Regions from separate parts of the Mus musculus genome. Here regions 1, 2, 3 and 5 are each linked to region 4. A link is a contact called in public HiChIP or PLAC-seq and Micro-C data. All regions are on one chromosome and are shown on one strand. The core of a region is the stretch at or near the end of the contact, and the rest is flanking DNA. Distances in the headings are between cores, read along the strand shown.

Region 1 (4,288 bases), core at 314-2,813, 360 kb after region 4:
AACGAGGTTGTTCACAGTCTGAAAGTGTAAGGCACAGAGAGCCAGCCCTTGTAATTCTTCCTCCGACAAGGGCCTCATGACCCTGGCATTACAGTGATAGGAACACGCAGAGAAGAGGTCACATGGTGAGACAGGAAACAAAAAAAAAAGCGTTGTTGTTGTTATTATTATTATTATAATCTTAGGTGTATGGTTGTTTTGCCTGCATGTATATCTGTGTACCACATGGGTGCAGAGCCCACAGACGTCAGGAGAGGGTGTGCCCTGGAACTGGAGTTACAAATGGTTGTGAGCAGCCATTTGGGTGCCAGGAACCAAACCCAGGTGACCCGCAAGAGCAATCAGTGCTTAACTGTCACGCCACCACTACCGTCCCTGAGGGGCTCACTGTGTTCATTTTTTGGCAACGCCCTTTCCTGTGAATCTACTCCTCAGGACCAGCATTCACCTGTTCATCTCGTCTATCTCCAAAGGGTTCGCTCTTCCACACACTCATGGAGAAACACCACAAAATCTTCCCAGGAGCATTCTTGTCAGTTTCCACTCTGAACGTCAGCCCAGCCAGCATCTCTTTGCTGATCCTAGCAGGATTCAGGGACCACTCTTTGGCACTGAGTTCTTGACTCCAAGGGCCCGCATCTCTGGTTTTGTTGGGTTTTCTGAGACCCTCCCCCGCCCGCCTGTCCCTTTCACAAGTGGCAGCTCGCCCTGGGCTTTCTGGCATCTTTCATCCCTTCCGCAAGCTGACTCTTTTGTCCACTGTGCAAAGGAGGGCGTTCACCTCTTGCATAAATCTGCTTACTGCCCCCAGGCGTGCCCACTAAAAAACCTTAGCACTTACAGGGAGGGGGCAGCCCCTCTCCACATTTGCCCTCAGATGCCCACTGCCTTCTGTTCTCCTTGGCCCGGGGTAGACTCTGAGTCTTCCTCCGCATTGTTTGTCTTTTTGTCCTGCAGTGAGGAAAGCTTTTTCTGGAGCTTCAGTAATTGTCAGCGTGCCGGTCTGTTTACAGAGGTGAAGTTGGAGGGGTGCTCCTGGGCTCCTCTAATCTTTCTCTGTGTGCTTTGGAACATGCTTTTATGCTCATTAAAAAATAACAAGGAAGTACGACTTTCAAAGAGGCCGCTAGTTCATTTTGATCTTTGCTGGTCCGGTTATTTATTTATTTTGGAATGAAGGGTCTTAGGTATGTAGTATACCTAAGACTTGCAATGTCCATTTACCTTTCAAGTACTGGGATTGCAGGCTTGTGTTAGCATGTTCAGTTGGTATATGATGGAGACTGAAGGCTTTGAGTGTGCCAGGCAAGAGCTGAGCCGCACCCCCCACACCTGTGAGCCCAGCTGTCTAAACTTCCCATGCCAGTAGCCTGCTGTACAGTCGAAGGCCCCTTCAGTTCCATAGTCTGCATTTCCCTGCTTGACCCTAACTTTAGCTAATCTCCAGACCCCTGTCTCTAATAACTGTCTTCATGGAAGTCTCATATTGCCCTCTGAGAAAGCAGCCCTGTGAGCAGACTGCTGAGTAAGACGTTATGGCCAGCAAGGCTGAGGACAGGAAATTGAAAACATTTACCAGAGACTTCCTCAAGAGGCAAGGCATCTGTTTCCCCCACTTCCCCTCTGTGTGTGTATGTCTGTGTGTCTGTCTGTCTTTTGTCTGTGTGTGTCTTTGTGTGTCTATGTGTGTACACACACCGCACATACTTGTAGGTATGCCCGTGCTGTGGTCCAAGTGTTGAGGGCAGAGGACATCCTCCAGTCTTCGTACATGTGTCTGCCTTTTTTGAGACAGGGTCTTTTCACCTAAGTACTTCAGGCTAGCTGACCTGGGAGCTGCCAGGCATCCTCCTGCCTCTGCTTTTCTGCTCCAGTAAGGGGCCTGCACTGAGCTCCTGGGGTTTGAATTCAGGTCCTCACACTTACACAGAGAATTGCTTTACCTATGGAGCCAGTCCCCCAACATACACTTTATGATTGCTAAAGATTGGATGGAGAATAGAAAGTCCTAGAATTAGCCACTGGAAGGTTAGTACAAAGAATAACCCTACTGCTGAGCACTGATCTTACTTGATGTTCATTTTTATGGATGTAACTTTAGACTAAATACATCAATAGGAATGTTTTCTTTTAGATTGCATAGCGTTTAGGAATGTTTCTGAAATCTATTAAATTATACCCGTAACAAGACTATGAAGTGTAGAGATGAAACAGCTTTGGATCCTGTTGCCATAAGTAACATGTGTCTTATCAAAGAGCCCTGGCTTTAAGTACAATTGGAAAGGAAAAGCCATTCCCCTTGAAGCTCTGTGGAACTGCTGGGGTGGAGGTCTAGAAATATTTTTGTAAAATTACCAAAAGACTTAAGGATAATGAAGCTTTTAGGATGTGTTCTGAGCAAGCTGTTCAAATGATGGTTTCAGAAGTGGACTTAAAATTACCCCCTCTAAGCTTCCGAAGCCAAGTTTATATCCATTCTTTCTGCTCCCTGTGGGTTTCCTTCCTAAGCCCTTGCCAAGCGGCAGGCCTTAGGGTTTTCATATCTGTGCCATCACGCACACAATGGGATGTGTGCCTACATTTGTGTGCACATGTGTGTAGCCCAGGTTCTTAAGTGGAATGGCCTTAAAGAGATCGTTACTCTCAGTGGTCCTTGCAGCCTGTAGAAGAAAGTTGCAGGCTCTCCAGATGTGGGTAATGGAACCCTGGGATGACATGCCCCTGCCGCCCCAACCATGTGCCCTCAAGCAGCTCATCTGACTGGTGCAGGCCTCTGCTTCCTGCCCAGTCCAAAAAGCAAGAGTCCCAACTTGATGAACTTGGTGAGAATTAAAAGGCACAGCATTCGTTATGTTCACGGTAACATCTGTGCAGACTCCTGCAGCTTCGTATACCTTCACCCTCAAGCAACAACAACAAACATTCTCCCCCAGTTGACTATAGAGATGCCTTTAGGGCATTTAAGGTCACTTTCAATCTCTGGTGTATTGAGGCTGGGAAAGACTCAGGCTCTCCTCCCAAGAGCATCCCATGCAGTTCTTGCCATGCTTGAATGACTGTGGTCCCACAGAAATGGAACAAACACAAAGAAGGTTCCCCTGGGTCTCACTGGAGTTGCCTGTGATCTGTAGGGCTTGTTCTTTGACTTAGTGTGCTGGATTATGCAGAATAAAACCAGACCCGACAAAGGTCTGTTTCAGTAAACAGGGAGGTCGAGCATTGGGAAGCGAGAGCCAGCTACTTATGTGGTGGAAAGAAACTTAGGCCATCCTTGAAGAGGGGTCCCAGTAGGCCTGTCCCCTCCCTAGCAGTTACCAAAGCATACGTCAGCTAGTGCTTCTTAGGCTGTAGATGGTTTTTATTGGGGGGGGGCACATTGGGACTCTTTATGCAGCCAAGGCTGGACTGAAACTTCTGGCCCTCCTCCCTTAGCCTCTCAAGCTCCGATTTCCCAATGTGTGCCATTGTGTCGAGCTCAAACAAGTTTTCTGGGGTGTGCTCAGGTAATCTGATTCTAATTGGACAACCAATTACAAGCATGAATTAGAAGCATAAGTCTCCGCTCTGGTGACATTTGCAACAAGACGGTGACAAAGTCTTAATAAAGACCAAAATGTGAGGCATGTACAAAGAACAGTTCTATATTGAATCCGTCTTGTTCTCAAGCCGTGCTCTTCAGCCTCTTACTTCACACAGCATGGGAATGGGTTGACCCTTTCTCTGCTGGCTCACAGGCCTACCGTCTGTCTACCAGTGCTTGGACCACAGCTCATTTCTAATCGTGTAGGACCACCGTGGACCTCTAAGTCCTACATCAGAGCGTTTCTGATGGACACTCTCTGGCCTTGGCGACAGGTCGAGCGTAGCGGCATGGCCCAGGCCGGGCCAGGGTTGCACTGTACTATTTATTTTTCTTGGGTTTGGACGCTAACTATCATCAACTAACTACCCTGACATCCACTACACCCTAGTTTAGAACCAACCAGTGTGATTAAAAAAAAAAAAAATAGTGTAAACACAGTGAACCTGGGATAAGGAGCTACTTTATTTGTTCCTGCTGAGACAAGGTAAGCCCACTTTCTTACCTAGGCCAGTGGAAAGTGAGCTTCTCTTGTGTTCAACCAATCAAGGTCCTCTAAAGAAACAGTGCCAGTTAAACTAATATATATATGTCTCCAGTGACTTCTGTGTGTCACAGAGCTGCAGTTCTCTTGTAGAGGCCTCCTGTGTGACTGTCACTTTGAGTGCATGGGGCGCCTTCCAGGACGGCAGCTTAAGCCGGCAATGC
Region 2 (4,086 bases), core at 959-3,458, 340 kb after region 4:
ACACACCCACCGTAATTGATTCCATACTCCCCTCAGCCCTGAAAACAGTCTGCATGCTTTGATTTGAACAACCAGAATTATTTCCACTTAAACACTGGTGTAGATTTACACAGATGATCTAAGGAGCCCCCAGATTGTTCCATTCATAACAGCAGGGAGGAGAGAGACAGTCGAAGCAAAAACAGTTTGAATTTGTATGTGCGGAGGTGGAGGGAGGGTTGGGTTAGCTGAAAGGAGATGGATTCCAAGTCATGATTATGAAATTTAATAGTAATGAAATTAGCATTCCATGGGGACTATTTTCTGGGAATTCTGGTAGTGCAGTCACTGAATAATGCATTCTCCGAGCAGCCCAGACTAGGGGCCTCACGGTGGCAAATGGGTTGTTTGCTTTGTTTCAGTTGTTATGTTTAAAGTTCATCTAAAATCAATTTCTGTCTCCAAGAACTAGCCTCTTTTTCCCCCCTCACTGTAGGCGTCTGTAGGCTTTTTCTATAAAGAGTAAAATAGTAAATATATAGTATAAAATTAGCACACACACACACATACATGCACACTCAAGTTTGTTGTGTCCACTAAAGTTTTATTTCTGGGTACTAAAAATTTAATCTTATGTAATCTGCAGATGCCATTAAATAGGGGTCTTTTAATCCACACTCCGGAACACTGTAAGCCATCTTTCCCATCTAAGCTGTATGGCTTAGCTTTAAACATGAATAGAGTTTAATTTAGAGAAAATGCTGTATATTTTACACAGGAGACAGAGCTGGATTGGTGTGTGTGTGTGTGTGTGTGTGTGTGTGTGTGTGTGTGTGTGTTTGTGTGTGCGCGCGCGTGTGTGCCCGCCCGCCCGCCCGCCCGCCCGCCCGTGCGCCTTCTCCTCAGCTCCCCTCATGGGGATGAAGCAGATTCTTTAGAGCAGAAGAAGAGGAAGGGAGACTCCTCAGGAAGCTGCTGAGCTCCGCCTCTGTAAGAATTCATGAAAATGATGGTGTGGTTCCTGATTGGGTATCTTTGGGTTCTACACCCTCACGCTTGAACATCCACAAAACCAAGGATATTTACTTGGGGGAAAAAATAGAATTTTTTAAAAGGATATATTTATTTATTTTATGTATATGAGTGCACTGTAGTTGTCTTCAGACACACCAGAAGAGAGCATAGGATTCCCTCACAGATGGTTGTGAGCCACCATGTGGTTGCTGGGAATTGAACTCAGGACCTCTGGAAGAGCAGTCAGTGCTCTTAACCACTGAGCCATCTCTCCAGCCCTTGAAATAGAATTTATCCTGAACATATTATACATGCCCTTTATCATTACTTCTTAAACAGTACAGTATTGTAACAGTTTATATAGCATCTGCATTGTGTTTGGTAACCCAGAGATTAGCTGGTGCATGTGTGCATATACTGTGCTATCTTGTGTAAAGAGTTCTAGGCACCTGTGGGAATTTTTGTGTCCTTGAGAGATCTGGGGTGACTGACATTTTACAAAGGCTTAGGTCTCCCAGGCCCCTTTTCTCACACTCTTCTTAAAACACACACACACACACACACACACACACACACACACACACACACATACGATTGCCGAGGGGGGGGGTTGAAATACAAATGTGTGATTTGTTTAGTATCATATTTGTGAGAGTCAGAAAAGTCATAGAAGCACCTAAGTTTCTGTGATCATGAACGGAAGGCAAATCTACATTATAGATCTATTTAATAAGAGTCATTCTTGGATTCTCCATCCCAATTTCTTAACAAACATCAAATTTAAATATTTATCTGTTTTGAAGTTAGTCTAGATCTAGAAGTGGCCCTTTCTGATGGGTGGGGGTGGGGAGGGGAGCTGGCTTGACTCTTGCCAGGCAGCTCATCCTGCCTGGTGTTGGCTGCCAGCAAGCTGTTGGCAATAAGTGCAAATCCTTTTGTCTTGTTAAGAAATTATTGTTAAAGATGCAGTAGTGTATAAAGTCCGCTCTGTCGTTCAAATGACTGTATCTCTGGTGATAACTCCCCACACTCAGACAATCTTGGTGTCCTGTTGAAGCTAATAGGTGCAAATTTTAGTAGGACTTTTAAGAACCCAGTACCCCATATTTACAAGTCTTTCTATGTAATCAATTTCTTTACCACCTGCCCTAACCCTCCCCCAAGCAGTCAGAAGTCTGGACTGGCAGGATGTGTCCCCGGGATCTTCATGGCATCTGCTCTTACAGTCAGGTTTCTCAGTCTGGGCTCAAACACGACAGTCTGACATGGCAGACCTGGTGCTGCGGCTCTGTCATTTGCATGGCTTTGTGTGTGTTGTCTTATCTTTTGTGTTTTGCTGTGAGCTACATGACTACTTGAGCATCATGCAGACACATGAAGGTATGTTCATAGCTGCCTGTTTTTTAAAGTCGAAGCAGCTCAGACTAAAAGGGGATCCGCTTTCAGGACCTGCTCAAGTTTCCCTGCGACAGCATCAGAGCTATTTTTAGAGGAGTGATCACCAGGAAGAGCCAGGACAGCTGCATTCAACAGCAGCCGCAGAGACAGAGGGTCGTTTGTGGGACTGCAGAGGTTGAGCCTGTTGATATGGGAGACAAAGGGGCATGCATATCTGTCCTTCAGTTAGGTAGGCCACCCCTGTTCAGAGCCCTTGAACCTTTGCAGCTGTGGGAGTGTTAATTTAGTGCTTGGTTGCCTTGGCTCTGAGTCCAGCCAGATGCAGAGATAGGGGCCGATGGCAGGACTGCCCTGCAGAGTGCCCAGTCTGAGAAGACAGCGACTTATTCTCACTCAGAAACAGCTACCAGACTTTCAGTGTTTGAATTCTCAGTTCTCTTTTGCTTCTGCAGACGACAAAAGTCAACAGATATCAGGAACTGGCTGATGCATGTGTGCGTGCATGCGTGCGTGTGCGTGTGTGTGTGTGTGTGTGTGCCTTGGATCCCTTACTATTCCTGCTTGACACTTTTAAGTGACGTCACCATTCTGAATAAAGAGCACTTAGCAAAAAAAAGAGGGTTTTGGTAACTGGTCTGTATACTTCATAGAGCTAGTTAGCATTCTTCCTTTTTATTATTTGTTTTTGTTTTTGGGACGGGTCTCACTCACTGTGTAGCCCTGGTGTCCTGTAGCTTACTATGTATGTAGACCAGGCACTATGTAGACTATAGACTCACAGAGATTGCCTGCCTCTGCCTCTTGAGTGCTGAAATTAAAGGCTTGTGCTACCATACCCTGCTCCCTCCCTCCCTCCCTCCCTTTCTTTCTGAGGCATTTGCTATACACCTGCTGTTGCCATCCACTTAAGAGTGTGTGTGATGCATATAAAGACAGACTCTATCTACTTTATACATGGAGCGTGGAGAAAAGGAGACAGCCTGGAGGGGCAGCATTGTGTAGAATGAACAGAGCTTGCATTAAGGATGGGGAAGGCAGCTGCTTTAAGTAGAGGGTAGCTGCCTAGAGTAGACACTAAGGTGAGAGCATTTACTTGTACTTGGGAGGCCACAAGCAGCCTGGTACCCAGAGAATGAAAGAGCACGAATGTGAGGGATGCCAGAGGAGGAAGCCAGAGCAGGTGTGGCGCTCAGCAACCTGGAAGTGGCACCGATCAGGGGGAGCCAGAGGCCGGTGCCTTTCATCACCTGCTAGATGGCCTGGACTATATAAAAGGTAAAAACATTGCTAAGTGCGTGCATGGATCTCCTGTGTAAGGTTCAGCAGCTCCATGCAGTTAAAGGATGTCCTACATATAAAGGAGCTTCCCTAGAAAAGCTAAGAGCAACAGCAACGGAGCAGTCCTCAAACTGAGGCCATGTGACTCCCGTGACGAAGGCAGAGGTGGAGAGAAGCATCGGAGAAGGAGGGCAGGAGAGAGGGAGAGGAGCCACACCCTTCAGGAACTCTCAGGTTAGAGTTCTGTTGAGAAGGGTGCATCCCACAGCCAGTTAGCAGCAGACGAGAAGTAGAACCTACACATCCCGTGTCAGGAAGCAGTCTCAGCGGAGGCCACAGGAGCCTGAGGTTTTCCTGAGTAGGTTGAAGGCTTTAATTATGTGGACTTTCTCTGATGCCATAGGAATTAGAAGCAGA
Region 3 (4,039 bases), core at 711-3,210, 380 kb after region 4:
CTTGCCAGATTTTGAGAATGAATTTAGGAGCTCCACACCATGGCCGGAGAGAGGGTACAAGAACACTTGGGGGTGGGGCAGTGATGGCAAGTATTATCTATTAATATTAGGAGGTCTGAGACAGGCATGTCTGCACATTCCATTTCTGTGAAACATAGTTGAATTTTGGTTCTCTTTTCTTCATTAACAAGTTTAGTTGGTGCTCCAACCCAAAGGAATTTGCTCCCATTAGCCAGACATTTTAGACATGACTGAGAATAAAATAAAGACCTTCCACCACCACCCTTTTTACTCACTCTGAACTTGAAATGGGTTTCTTTATCCTAGGGTATGCTTGGAAAGGGTCCTTTACTTCTTCCTTAGAGGCCACATCTAGCAAAACGGAGAACACACCTAGCAGGTGAACTTAGACCAGATTGTCCACCTTGAAGCACTGCAGAGATGCTCTGATCCTGGGCAGCCCTCCCTCGAGAGTCCTCAGGGTCACTTGTTTAAACCCTTAGTATCCTAGAAGAGATTGCTAGGTCCCCGCAGGTCATTGTTTCTCCATGTCCATGAGCCCCCTGTGCACACAGGCCGAGGACACCGCCAGATGCACAGTCCCCTGGGCCAGTTTTCTCCAGACCCAGGCTGGCTTACATTCTGCCCTTGCCGAACACTGACAAGGAGGGAGCCATTTATAGTTAAACTAGTGGCTTCAGGCAGTCTCTGGCCCTGTCCCCAAGATCAGCACAGGGACCAAGCTGCAGATGCTTCATGCCTTTATAACCCTCTGCCTGACCTTGCCTCTTATCGCTGTACAGAGGTTCCCCACCTCCCCAAGTAAACCTGGTCACCCCAGTGCCTCAAAACTACCCACCCGAGGAAATGGTACTGTATTCTCTGCCCCAGTTAAAAGCTCACGCAAATGCCAAATTCAGTTTGTATTGTATCTTTCTTTAGTTAGTCAGCTTTTTTGAGGCAGGGTCTCCTGTAGCCTTAAACTCAATGTGTTATAGGGAAAGCCTTAAACTGATCCCCTGCCTCTGTGCTAAGATTGTAGGTATGCACCACCATGCCTGGCTTGTATTCTTTTGATACAGCCATATTTCTGCTTACCTTTTATCCCCCCAGAGAAATGGAGAGCAGAGGCTTAGGTAAATGTAGGCTTCACCTAGAATCTGGGTATCTTCACAGAGCCTCTGGTAGCATGATAGGCTTCCCAAAGTCAGAGTAAGAGAGTTCCTCTTAAGCTCTAGGCTCTATGGTTTTACCTCTGGTTAACTGAATTATTATCCCAGTTGGCGCTACTTAACCTCTTCCTTCCTCACAGTGCTTCCAGGTCCTGGATGCTTTGTAATGATTATCTCTTGTTTCCTGCAGCTTTTGGAGAATTAGTGGCCTGTGTGTTGTTTGGACGCGGACATAGCTGCCAAGAAGCATGTTGCATTATATGATACAAAAGAAATAGGTTAAAAATGAAGAAATACTCAGTAAAGGAGATGGTAGTTGATTGTGATCATGTGGAAAGAAAGTGTGATACCTTAAGTACTTGATTAACTCTGAGGACTCTTTATATTTGAAGGCTCAACCCTGTATCATAGTGGACCAAATACATCCCACATTCTGTGTAAACTATAAAGCTCAAGTTCCTCTTGGCAAGTTAAAGCAGTGTCATGTTCTTACACATTTAACCGAGCCCTGTTTCAAGTAAAAGCAAGGTGCTTTGGGGATGAATATTATAGTCCAGTCTCCGTGCCATCATAGACTGGAAATCTTGGCTTCCCAAGACTGACAAGTTGGGAACCCGATGGCTGAGTTGGCTCAGAGAAGTACCACAGCAAAGGAAGGGATTTGGGGACTTAAGCCAGATAGCCTAGACTGTCCCACAGGACCAGTGAGCTGCTCACCAGTGGGTACAGGAAGCGCCTGGGAGGCGGGAGGCATGACATGGGAGGACACACAAAGGCTTGCTCCAGTGCATGAGTTCTGTTTGTTCCCCTTTTGTTCCCCTTTTTGATGAAAGCACTGAATGTAAACCCAGAACTTTGCATCTAGATTCTTCCTCTTTCCTCTCGAATTTCAGAGTTAATAGCATGCTTCCAGCCCGAGCCGGGCACATGCATGACAATGGCAGAAACGTTAGGGTTTCTCTCTGACTGGGTCACTCCTCAGGGCATGAAGGGAAAGTTGGATGTCTGTGTCCAGGTTCTCCTCTGTGAAATGGAGACATCAAAGGGTGACCTCCTTTGTAAGCAGCAGTTTTTGTGGGCTCTCTCCAAACTGCTGTCTCACTAATTATCACACAGCAAGCTGGAGTTTAATGGTTTCATACGTATTTGTATCCCACTATCAGAAGCAAAACCCCAACCTTCAGTCATGCTCTCTTGCGCCTTTTCGGGAAAGGGCAACATGCCGAATGTTGTGGCTTTCCATGTCATCCAATGGCTTCATTCTGCTGGCAGAGGTGGGGTTCAGCCAAGTCGGTATGAACACTAACGGTCATGACTCAGTTCAGAAACAATCTTTATTCATGGGCGTTAATATTTGAATTTCATATCACATTCATGTGTCAGGAGTTATTTTTCCTTTTTTTGATTTTTTTTTTTCCCAGCAATGAAAATATGTTCAGACCATCAGAAGCCCCAGCTAGGGAGAAGCATACAGCTTTGGCCCACTGGCTGTAATAGGAGCATGTCCAAATTCCTGTTGGAATCTCGCACACTGCTGTGTCTTTTCTGGCATTGTCCCTTGCTGGCTTGTGCCTGTGTCTCCTGATTGAGCGGGGACCATGAGCCTTTCCTCCCTCAGTCGCCAGAGTCCCCCGTGTATAATAGGTGCTTGCTGAGTGCCTTCCAAATGAGTGGTGTAGCAATTATCCCCCTTGCAGCATGACCATGTCTACATGAAACATTCTGAAAAGGATGTCTCTTTCCTAGAAAGCTGCATCTGTCTAGGTAGGTGCCTGTGGAAGGTGTGCGGCCTCAAGTACCTGATGCCGCCTCCCGGCGGCCCCCTCACAGACTATGGTAGGTGCTTGTCAACAGATCCTCCCTCACCGACAGCTTCTGCCTCAGACGCTTACCTGAGCTGTCTGCCATGAGGACTCTGTCACATGAAAAGGGAGAGACGGTGACAGTGGGTGATGCATTGGAGAATGCTCCTTTCCACCGTTGGCAGGCTTTAGTGAAGAGAGCCTATCGGTGAAGTTCAGACTCTCGGGAGACTCATTTCAGTGTGCCCCGGAGATTCCTAATTTACCTGTGTTTGTATTTTTAAGGCAAGAGCTTTCTTTATAATTTCAATTATGGAACGATGTTTGGTATTCAGATGAGTTGGTGTTTGTACTGGCTCCATGGTTTCCCACCAGAGGCTCAAGATCCTTGGGGGAAAGATAGCCATGCACAGAGTTGGGTATGTGGGAGACACAATGCCAGGATGCACAAAGAAGAAATTACAACCATTTGCTTGTGTATTATTTTCTCAATTTGAAGCACTTGAATTCCAGAGCTCTTGAATCAAGAGGTTGAATTCCTGGCATTTTAAAGTATCCCACTTGAATAAGCTGCTTAAACCATTCAAATGGATTTTTTTTAAAAAAAATATGCCTACCTTCCCCTTCCCCCAAATCTCCAGTTTCTCAGATCGTTTGCTCTTGGGATTTTACTTAATTGAAGTTTCACCTTTTTACTTCAAATCAAAATCATTTCTGTAGTCAAGTAAGTTTTCATTGTGTTCTGGAGGGCCGTGTGGGGTTCACGTTGACTGTTGCCTGTCAGGTTAAAGGGGTTTTCCACAGACCTGCGGTAGCCCGTGCTTAGAGAACCTTCCAGAAGAAATCCCTCCGGCTCTCAGTTTCTCCCGGGAGTGTCTCTTATCTGTAAATACAGCACCACCTACATCTCCTACGTCTCAGGTCCAGTTTGACTAAATCTAGCCCCGGAGAGAAGTTATGGCCAGAGTCACAGCCGGCTCTGCCGCACACATGCACGCTTAACTACAGATCAGCCGCCTGGATGCACGAGTGTGAAGAGCAGAACTAAACTGGCAGTCATCAGTT
Region 4 (3,951 bases), core at 763-3,262:
CCACACCACACCACACCACACCACAAGCAGCAAGAACAGCAAGGTATGTCAGGAGAGGTGAATAAACTATCTGGAGTCCAGTAGCTTATGACCTGAGATGGCAAGGCATGGTTTCCTTGGCTTGGCTGCCAAAGGAAATCTGTCAGAAGGGATTGGAGGGTCACGGTGCAGAAGTGTTCTTGACCTACTATACCAAGAATGCAGGCCCTTAGACAGATGGCTGAAACCTCCTGGTGACAAGGTTGGCAGTATCAGTGCTTGGGAGGAGCACGAAGGATGACATTTAAATTGCAATCTCTGGGGGCCAGAGAGACAGCTCAAAGGTTAAGAACACATACTGCTCTTGCAGGGGACCAGAGTTTGAGTCCCAGCTCCCCTGCTCAACAGCTAATAACCATATTCAACGTCAGCTCCAGGGGAAACTGATGCCTTTGGCCTTGAAGAGCCGTTACACTCATGTGCACATACCCTCCCACAGATATACACACAGGCACATAGCTAAAGAAGATCTTAAGAATAAATTTCTGAGCCGGACGTGGTAGCGCACCTTTAATCCCAGCACTCAGGAGGGAGAGGCAGGCGGGTTTCTGAGTTCGAGGCCAACCTGGTCTACAAAGTGAGTTCCAGGACAGGCAGGGCTATACAGAGAAACCCTGTCTCAAAATAAAATAAAATAAAATAAAATAAAATAAAATAAACTTCTGACTGCATCTGTTTATCACATCACCTGATAATTATCTGCTGGATTTTGACTAGATAGGATGTACATTTGGACTTAAAATATAGACTTTAGGCTGCAGAGAAGGCTCCAAAAAGAGCTTGTCACATAAGCAAGAAGAGACTGGAGAGTTGGGATCTCCAGGTTCCACATTAATCCTGGCGTCCCTCCTGTAACTCCAGCTTAGAAGGCTGAGATGGAAACTCCAGAGCAGGCTATCCAGCAAGACTATCTGTATCTGTGTGCTCTGGGTTTGATTGAGAGACCCTGCCTCAAAAGAAAAGGAAGGAAAGGGACAAGAATGATTCCTGACATCAGCCTATGGCCTTACACATAAATGTGTGCCCCACACATGTACACATGTACACACACATACACACATATAAGAAAAAGAAAAATATGTAGACTTTTTCAATGAGCTTAAAATGCCCAGGTGCTTCTGGCATCAGTGTCCTGAAGCCACAGGCATCAACCATTGGAAGAAAACCAAAGTCAAGAAAGGACATCTAAGAGTAGAAAGAGAACTTTCAAGGGCTGACAGGGTTCCACGGCTGTCTCAAGAACAACCTCTCTGTGTGGGCTAGGAGACACTGGGTCTCTAAAGTGCACGAGGACCTCAGCTGGACCCCTAGAATCCATGTTAAAAATAAAATCGAGATGCAGTGGTTTATGCTTGTAATCCTGACACTGGGGAAACAGGGACATCAGAACCCTGAAGCTCACTGGCCAGCCAACCGAGCCTACTTAGTGAGTTTCAATCAGTGAGGGACTTTGTTGAAACATATTTTTGACTATCTACCTAAAAATACTTATAGTACATATGAGGAGGGGGGAGGAAGAGGAGGGGGAAGGGAGGGAGGAAGACAGGGAGGGAGAGAAGGGACGGAGAGAGAGAGAGATGAATTTTTCCCACTATCTGAGCTGACAATGCTCACTCCGAGAGCCATAGAGCACCTAACAAAACCTCCAACACCAGGCATGATAAGCCTTCTTCTGCGTTGTTGGACAGAGGTGTCCATAGAACTCCTAAAACGTTATAGGACGTTGCTACTGCCCATTCTTACATTCTTACCCCCTGGATACGGAAAGTGTGGCTGAAGAAACCGTGCATTTCTGTCCTGACCCGCAGGACTCAGTTATTCGTGGGATCCGAGGGGGACCATGACTGAAAGAGAAACAAGGGAGAAAGAAGGAGCGAGACTAAGCAATGGTTGTCAAGGTCTGTTTATTGTGAGCAAGGTTACAGAATATAAGCAGTAAGAAGGAGGAAGTAAAGAGGGAGAACCTTGCCTGTGCCTCAGCCTGGGGGGAGGGGTAGTTCTGCTTAACTGCCTGGGAACGTAGTATCTACTCTTAGCTCAGGGAACATTCTGTGGTTTTCCTCAGAAAGTTTGCAGATACTATTATCTGATCTTGATATTCTGTCAGCTGTCATTTCAAAAGGTCAGAAGTTTCTCAAGAAGGGAGGGGAACTTTGGCTTATGGCTCAGTGTCAGTCTCCAACATTTCCCTCTCTTTTATATTATAGATGGAGCATCTGTCTTAGGCTACATGATGTGCATCCACAACCAGCACCCGACATGGTTGGGTCTGAGGGTAGAGTCTCTGTCTTAGGCTATGCAAATGGCCTCCATACCCAGCACTGTCAATTCAGAGTGGGCTCCTGGATCATGGACTCGCAATAATCCTGTCATTGAGATGCTCTACAGCCTATCATGGGTGTGCCTCCTGGTATGTGGCATCATGCTATTCCTGTCATTGATGTCTCCATAGCTTACCAAAGCACCCTTGGTCGGGGCCTGGGTCTAGGACTGTGAAATCTAGGCCTACCGAAGGGGTGCCTGGGGGCTCAGCATAAGTATCTTGGCCAATGTCTCAGACTTCAAGGTGACACTGGCTTCTTAAAGGCGACACTGGCTTCTTAAAGGCTGCATCTATTTCTGATTTTACCAAATCTGTGACCTTCCTAAATGCCCAGGGTCCAAAAGAGATAAGTAAAAGAAATCCTATCCGGGGCAAGGAGGGGAAGGAGGTAAGGCAACACTCCATTCCAGACACTCCACATGGGATTGGCGAAGAGTTCTTGACGTCTTTTTTCTAGGTCTTCTTGGTGTTTTCTGATTCTGTCTCCGACGATCCCAGACTTGTTTGTATAGAAACAGCATTTTTCCTGTAAAGCTAAGCAGATACCTCCCTTGTCTGCAGTTAGTAAATCAAGGCCTCGTCTATTTTGTAGGACCACTTTTGCCAGGGAATCCACTTGATCTTGAAGATCTTTTACTGACCCTATAAATGATAAACCATATTAACGTCATCAATCAACTGTTGGGACAGCTCATTGTAAGTATCTAGAGCCACCCCATCTCCAGCAGAGCCAGTAGCCAGTGCCCCAGATATCCCTAATCCAACCAAAAGTGGGATAAGCTGAACAGCTCCTTTATGTCTGGGGGACAAACATAGCAAAACTGGGCAGAGGAACAGGCTCGTCTCCTCGTATAATCTCTATATCTGGCGAAAGTAAGGCCGGCACACAGGAACCAGTCCAATTTACAGGGAGAAAGGGGGAAGCCACGTTATCACCGCATACATACACTTTTCCCCCCGCACCCAAACAGCCTGAGGCAGAGAAGGTAACATAACTGGTGCATGAGATAAACATGGCTAGGCCAAGATCTGCATCAAAGGAATCATTCTTAAAAGAGCTATACATTAAGGTGGATACATTAAAATTGTTTGGTAAGAACTTAAAAGACCCCTTTTCTGGGGTCTGATGAGCGTCGGCATTGGGCGCCTTAACCCGGCGTTCGGTTCATCCCGCAGCACCAGTTCTGCTTACCAAAAGTGGCCCACTAGGCACTCGCATTCTACGCCCGGCTCCACGCCAGCGAGCCGGGCTTCTTACCCATTTAAAGTTTGAGAATAGGTTGAGATCATTTCAGCCCCAAGACCTCTAATCATTCGCTTTACCGGATAAAACTGCGTGTGTCGGGTAAGAGTGAGAGCGCCAGCTATCCTGAGGGAAACTTCAGAGGGAACCAGCTACTAGATGATTCGATTAGTCTTTCGCCCCTATACCCAGGTCGGACGACCGATTTGCACGTCAGGACCGCTTCGGACCTCCACCAGAGTTTCCTCTGGCTTCGCCCTGCCCAGGCATAGTTCGTCATCTTTCGGGTCCTAACGCATACGCTCGTGCTCCACCTCCCCGGCGCGACGGGCGCGACGGGCCGGTG
Region 5 (4,347 bases), core at 1,387-3,886, 320 kb before region 4:
GCATTACTCAGCTATACATCAATAGTGAGCAGTTTGGAGGGGGGGGGGGTTGCTGCTGCACAAATCCTCCAGTTCCCACCTCCTTCTGCAGGGGATTATCACCGATGGCAGCCCGCCACACCATTCTCAAAATTCTTAGGGACTCAGCTGCCTCCTACTAAATTCTAACTCCAGCTCATTAGCCACCAGGCCGGCTGTCCTAGCAGTCCTTCCTCTAGTCCAAGCTCAGCCAGCACCTCAGGGAATTCTGGACGCAAGCCACTTCTGTCCCCGTGTATGCCCCTATGTTTGGGCCCTAAACCCAATTCATAGGAACTCAAACTGGCTAGACCCACCGTCACCTTTCCACTGGTTTTTCACAGAAGGAAACACGGCCCATTCTTTGAGCCCCATTTTACACTCTTCTGCCTCTTTCCAGTTTGGAATTCTGAGAGTCTCTCTGTAAGTTTGAAATCACGGCCTTTTCTTTGAGCAGTGGCTTGTGCATAGTTCAACACTCAGTAAACGTTTCTAGCTTTGTGTCTCCTTGTAAGCTCTCTCCACAGAATTCACGAACTCAGCCCTGTCTGCTGAGCCAGACTGACTGTCTACAAAAGCGCTTCCCTAATTTAAGAACCATTCAAATTCCTGGCGACTGGCTAACAAAGAGCAGCTGGTTCTGGTCTAGGCAGAGGTCTGGGGTAATTCTAATAATCTTCGGGTGTGGTTGGGATCCATTCACACCTGTTGATTAGCCACAAAGGAATCCCGAGGTGCATCGCTGGGCGCCCAAGCGGAGAACCCCAAGGGTGAGATGCTAGGTCCTGTGAGGGCCCAGGAACTAGGGGCATGGTGTGACCAGGCGGCTCACTTACCTATGGTAGAAACCACTGTACCCACGAAGTAGAAGGCGCCCGTGAAGTCCCAGCGAGGGCGCACGCTGTCCATGCGGATGCCCGCCCTGGTGGCTTCCTCGTAGTGGCGGAGGAAACCTCGCAGCTCTTCACGGCTCAGGTTGTGGCCCCGGCTGAAGTTGGCCAGGCGCTCTTCCCAGCGCTGCTTGGCCTGCAACTCCTGCGCTAGCTCCAGCGCGGAGAAGACTGCGGCGCCGCCCAGCAGGTAGAGCAGGATGAGCCCAGCGAGCAGCAGGAAGCGCGCGTTGTCCTCGTTCAGGTGGCCGGGGCTGCAGCCGCAACCGCGGCCAGCCATGGCACTGGAGGACAGCTCCGCGAGGGTTGCTGCCCGCGGACTTGTGCCCACGCCCCGGGGAGGATGTGCTCTGCCGACCTTAGCCTGCTCTGCGTGCGGGCTCGCCCATGCCCGCCGCGCGTTCCCCAAGGCGGCGTGGATCTCCCGGCCGCCGCCGCCTCCTCGGTGGTTCCTGTGTAGCCAGCTCCCCACGTCCGCCTGGACTCGTGGTTTCGAATCCGCTTTGTCGTCGCCGCCTCCCTGTCCTCTCTGGAGTTCTCCTTAAGGCTGAAGACCAGAGGGTCGGGACACAGAATCTGCTTCGACTTGGTGCGAGGGTGCGGGCGACCCGGGTTCACCCGAGCTCCTAATTCGGCTCAGATTGGGGAGGGGGCGTGGCGTGCCTTCAAGGCAAACTCCCTAGAACTTGAACTCCTCTTGAAGAAAAAAAAGGTCGTGGGTCCAGAGAGAATCGGCGGGTAAGCTTCACATCAAGGTCCGGGTTCCTCGGAGCATTGCTTTCCAAGCTGTGATGGCTGGGATACGGGCTGTTCTCTGTCTTCGGTGCCTCTCCAGGTGGATCTGTGTTGCGTATTAGTGACAATGTTCTGCCGAGAGCCTCTATCCACCAGAATAACCAGGGCTCAGAGGTCGGAACGGGTTTGGGGCAGACGCACGGACGCAGGGACAGTGCGAAGAGGCAGATCAGCCGGCTCGGATCTCTGCTGGGCACACAGGCTCCACGGCAGCACGAGGGCGGACCGCTGTGGGGAGGAGAACAGAGGGGGAGGTTGGAACAGTGAAGGAAGTTAGAAGCATCCTCCCAGGGAGCCTTCCTTGACTTCCCCCATACCAGATCGCCCTTGGCCTCTAGGGCCTGCACCGGGCGTTCTCTGTCCACACGTGCCGGCCCTGCCAGCCCATCTCCCGGAGAACCGGCCAAGGACAGCGGCCAGAAGAGTTCCATCTCTTTCACCCGGTTTTGATCGCCTCGGCTCTGTAGTTCTTGCGCAGTCAGTGGCGCTGAGCTGAGAACTCCAAGCTACAACATGTAAGCCGGCAACAAGGTTCTTTTGTGAACCGCTGGGGCGCCCACCCAGAGACCCCCAACTTGCCATGAGCTCTGGAGCCGCCGTCGCCTTCGCGTCTCACCTTCCCAAACGCACCTGCTCTGTGGAACAGGTTCAGGATGGTTCCTGGCTTCCCTTCTCAAGTGGCCTTGCCCTGCCCAGTGGGGCTGAGAGCAGAAGTCCGTGCCCAGAGCTGCCTTCTCTGTGGAGTGCTCAAAAACTGCAACAGGTGGAGCTCTGCAGCTGCCAACCGAGGCGACTCCACCCGGTACCCGCCCCTTGGCCTCAGGGCCAGTCTCCTGCTCAGGTCTCCTCCGCTGGCGCTCGCCTGGACCTCTAAACAGCGATGCTTCTACCAGGGAGTGCAGATCCCTGGAGTGGTTGCTTAACAGATAGGTCGAGAGCCTCGATGGTCTGCGTGGGTTCCTCTCAGGCCAGAAGAGGGCGCTGCGTGCCCTCCAGACACACCTGGTTCCCAGCAGTTTAGCCACAGGGGATCGAATATAGCTGTGTGAAGGAATGGATTCATAGCCACCCACGGTCTAAACAGAATTTCTCCGCCTTTAGAGAGAGAGAGAGTGGTCCCAGGAGACCCACCCACGATACTAGCCAGAAACAGAACTAGAAAAGCTTGCAGTTCTGTTGAATAGATGCAAATGATTTTGGTGAGAGTAACTAACAGACCGTTTATCTTGCATTGTGTCTCCTGGGGAGGAAGAACTTTAGAGGGTATTGAGTTCACACCCAGGGTGAGTAACCCAATTACCTTTACTAGTTTAAGAAACATCTCAAGTACATCAAAATCGAATGACGTTTACAATGACACAACACACCACCACCTAGATTCTACAAGTGACAGTTTACCAGGCTTGCTTATATTTACCCATTCCTTTCTAGTCACCAACCCACTCAGGATGCACTTTGAATGGTTGTAGACACCCACACACTTTCACCCCATCTCCAGCCAGTATTGGCCATTATTAAGAGCTCTATCCTCGGATTTTTGCTTTTGTGGTAAAATTTGCATGCAATGACATGTCATTGTACCATTAGGTGAGTCCTGATAACTTTGGGAGCCAAACAATGGTGGCCTCCCTCCCTTATCATCTAAAAGCCACCAAAGGATTAAAGCTCCCACAAATATCTTCCCAGTAAATCCCCACCCACATTCCTGCAGAGGTAGCCACTATTCTGATTTCTTTTTCCACCATGGAATATTTCTCCTTTATAGAACTTGGTTTTGTTTATTCAGGTCTCTGTATTCATAAGAACCAGTTATGTGTCTTGTGTAAAGTGTGTTCCTGAAGTGTACCGACTGACATCATTTCAAACTAGCTTTTTCTAACCCACAACAATGCAGTGTCCACATCCTATAGACTGTTGACAGAGCCAGCCATTTTATTTTTAAGCCTTCTGTATACAGGCACATAAACTTATCTCCTTGGGGTTTTGTGTTCTCTGGACACCTTGTATATTGGACTTTTGTAAATGGTTGGACTATTTTGCCCACTTAAAAGCTTGGTTTTGGAGCTGGGGAGATGGCCAAGTCAGTAATGTGCTCATCACAGTGTGAGGACCAGAGTTCAGCTCCCCAACACACATACAGAAGGATGAGCATAGCTGTGGACTTTTGACATCCTACTCCTCCTGAGCAGGTAGGGCCAAGTGGAGCTGGCTAGCCACAGTTCCGTAGCCAAGTCAGTGAACTCTCGGTTCAGTGAGAGCCCCTCTGGTTTCCACATGCACACATGTGCACACACATACAACATGCACACACACACACACACACACACACACACACACACACACACACACACAATGGTCCCTGTTATTGAAGGGCAGTGTTTTATATAATCTAGACTACCAGTCCTTTCTTAGGTGTGTATTTTGCAACTATTATTACCATTATTTTTCTTCTTCTCTGGAATACCTACTTGTTTTAAAAAAGTTTCCTGACAAAGTTTTCAGTTTTGTTAAAGACCAGTTTTCCAGTCTGTAATGATTGATATACTTTGTGCATTATATTATTGCTTTCAAGGTTGCATATGTTCTTTGTCTCTCCCCTACTTTTGTATGGTTGGTCTGTGTGGTATAGAGTTTATTTATTATG

What was found. Hi-C and Micro-C count contacts between places; a contact is called where the count stands out from the background. HiChIP or PLAC-seq counts read pairs in DNA pulled down with a chosen protein or histone mark.
Region 1: a contact with region 4 is called in an H3K27ac HiChIP or PLAC-seq map of microglia, with 4 times the contacts expected there. The contact joins two enhancer-like sites. A contact is called at or near these places in 2 of 115 datasets of contacts at active chromatin or transcription factors (memory CD8 T cells and microglia) and 1 of 9 other capture datasets (adipose tissue).
Region 2: an H3K27ac HiChIP or PLAC-seq map of microglia shows a contact between it and region 4, with 4 times the contacts expected there. The contact joins two enhancer-like sites. A contact is called at or near these places in 2 of 115 datasets of contacts at active chromatin or transcription factors (bone marrow-derived macrophages and microglia) and 1 of 9 other capture datasets (adipose tissue).
Region 3: an H3K27ac HiChIP or PLAC-seq map of microglia shows a contact between it and region 4, with 5 times the contacts expected there. The contact joins two enhancer-like sites. A contact is called at or near these places in 1 of 484 Hi-C or Micro-C datasets (embryonic fibroblasts) and 1 of 115 datasets of contacts at active chromatin or transcription factors (microglia).
Region 5: a Micro-C map of B cells shows a contact between it and region 4, with 2.8 times the contacts expected there. The contact joins the promoter of Kcnk13 here to the enhancer-like site in region 4. A contact is called at or near these places in 9 of 39 promoter capture datasets (the C10 cell line, the HPC-7 cell line, embryonic stem cells and 4 more), 1 of 15 datasets of contacts at CTCF or cohesin (pro-B cells), 12 of 484 Hi-C or Micro-C datasets (B cells, the HL-1 cell line, the N1E-115 cell line and 5 more) and 3 of 115 datasets of contacts at active chromatin or transcription factors (bone marrow-derived macrophages and stem cell-derived neural progenitor cells).

Annotation. Positions count from the first base shown.
Region 1 is chr12:99,281,901-99,286,188 of GRCm38.p6, reverse strand. All of the region lies in intron 4 of Foxn3 (forkhead box N3), which reads left to right. Among named protein-coding and RNA genes, the nearest start is that of Gm46371, 47 kb to the left of the region's middle. Within about 2 kb of position 1,563, at least 66 of the 459 cell types and tissues checked have an H3K27ac peak or open chromatin away from gene starts, as enhancers often do. A contact at or near this core is called in adipose tissue and microglia, where this site is marked.
Region 2 is chr12:99,304,808-99,308,893 of GRCm38.p6, reverse strand. The region is part of intron 3 of Foxn3 (forkhead box N3); the gene reads left to right. Among named protein-coding and RNA genes, the nearest start is that of Gm46371, 24 kb to the left of the region's middle. Within about 2 kb of position 2,208, at least 73 of the 459 cell types and tissues checked have an H3K27ac peak or open chromatin away from gene starts, as enhancers often do. A contact at or near this core is called in adipose tissue, bone marrow-derived macrophages and microglia, where this site is marked.
Region 3 is chr12:99,262,517-99,266,555 of GRCm38.p6, reverse strand. All of the region lies in intron 4 of Foxn3 (forkhead box N3), which reads left to right. Among named protein-coding and RNA genes, the nearest start is that of Gm46371, 66 kb to the left of the region's middle. Within about 2 kb of position 1,960, at least 59 of the 459 cell types and tissues checked have an H3K27ac peak or open chromatin away from gene starts, as enhancers often do. A contact at or near this core is called in microglia, where this site is marked.
Region 4 is chr12:99,645,197-99,649,147 of GRCm38.p6, reverse strand. Gm19951 (predicted gene, 19951) reads right to left here. Exons shown (of 2, transcript NR_166738.1): 2 at 1,927-3,004. Among named protein-coding and RNA genes, the nearest start is that of Gm19951, 4.1 kb to the right of the region's middle. Within about 2 kb of position 2,012, at least 65 of the 459 cell types and tissues checked have an H3K27ac peak or open chromatin away from gene starts, as enhancers often do. A contact at or near this core is called in B cells, the HPC-7 cell line, adipose tissue and 3 more, where this site is marked.
Region 5 is chr12:99,962,788-99,967,134 of GRCm38.p6, reverse strand. Kcnk13 (potassium channel, subfamily K, member 13) reads right to left here and starts at 2,636. Exons shown (of 3, transcript NM_146037.2): 1 at 2,334-2,636; 2 at 855-1,931. The coding sequence starts at 1,188.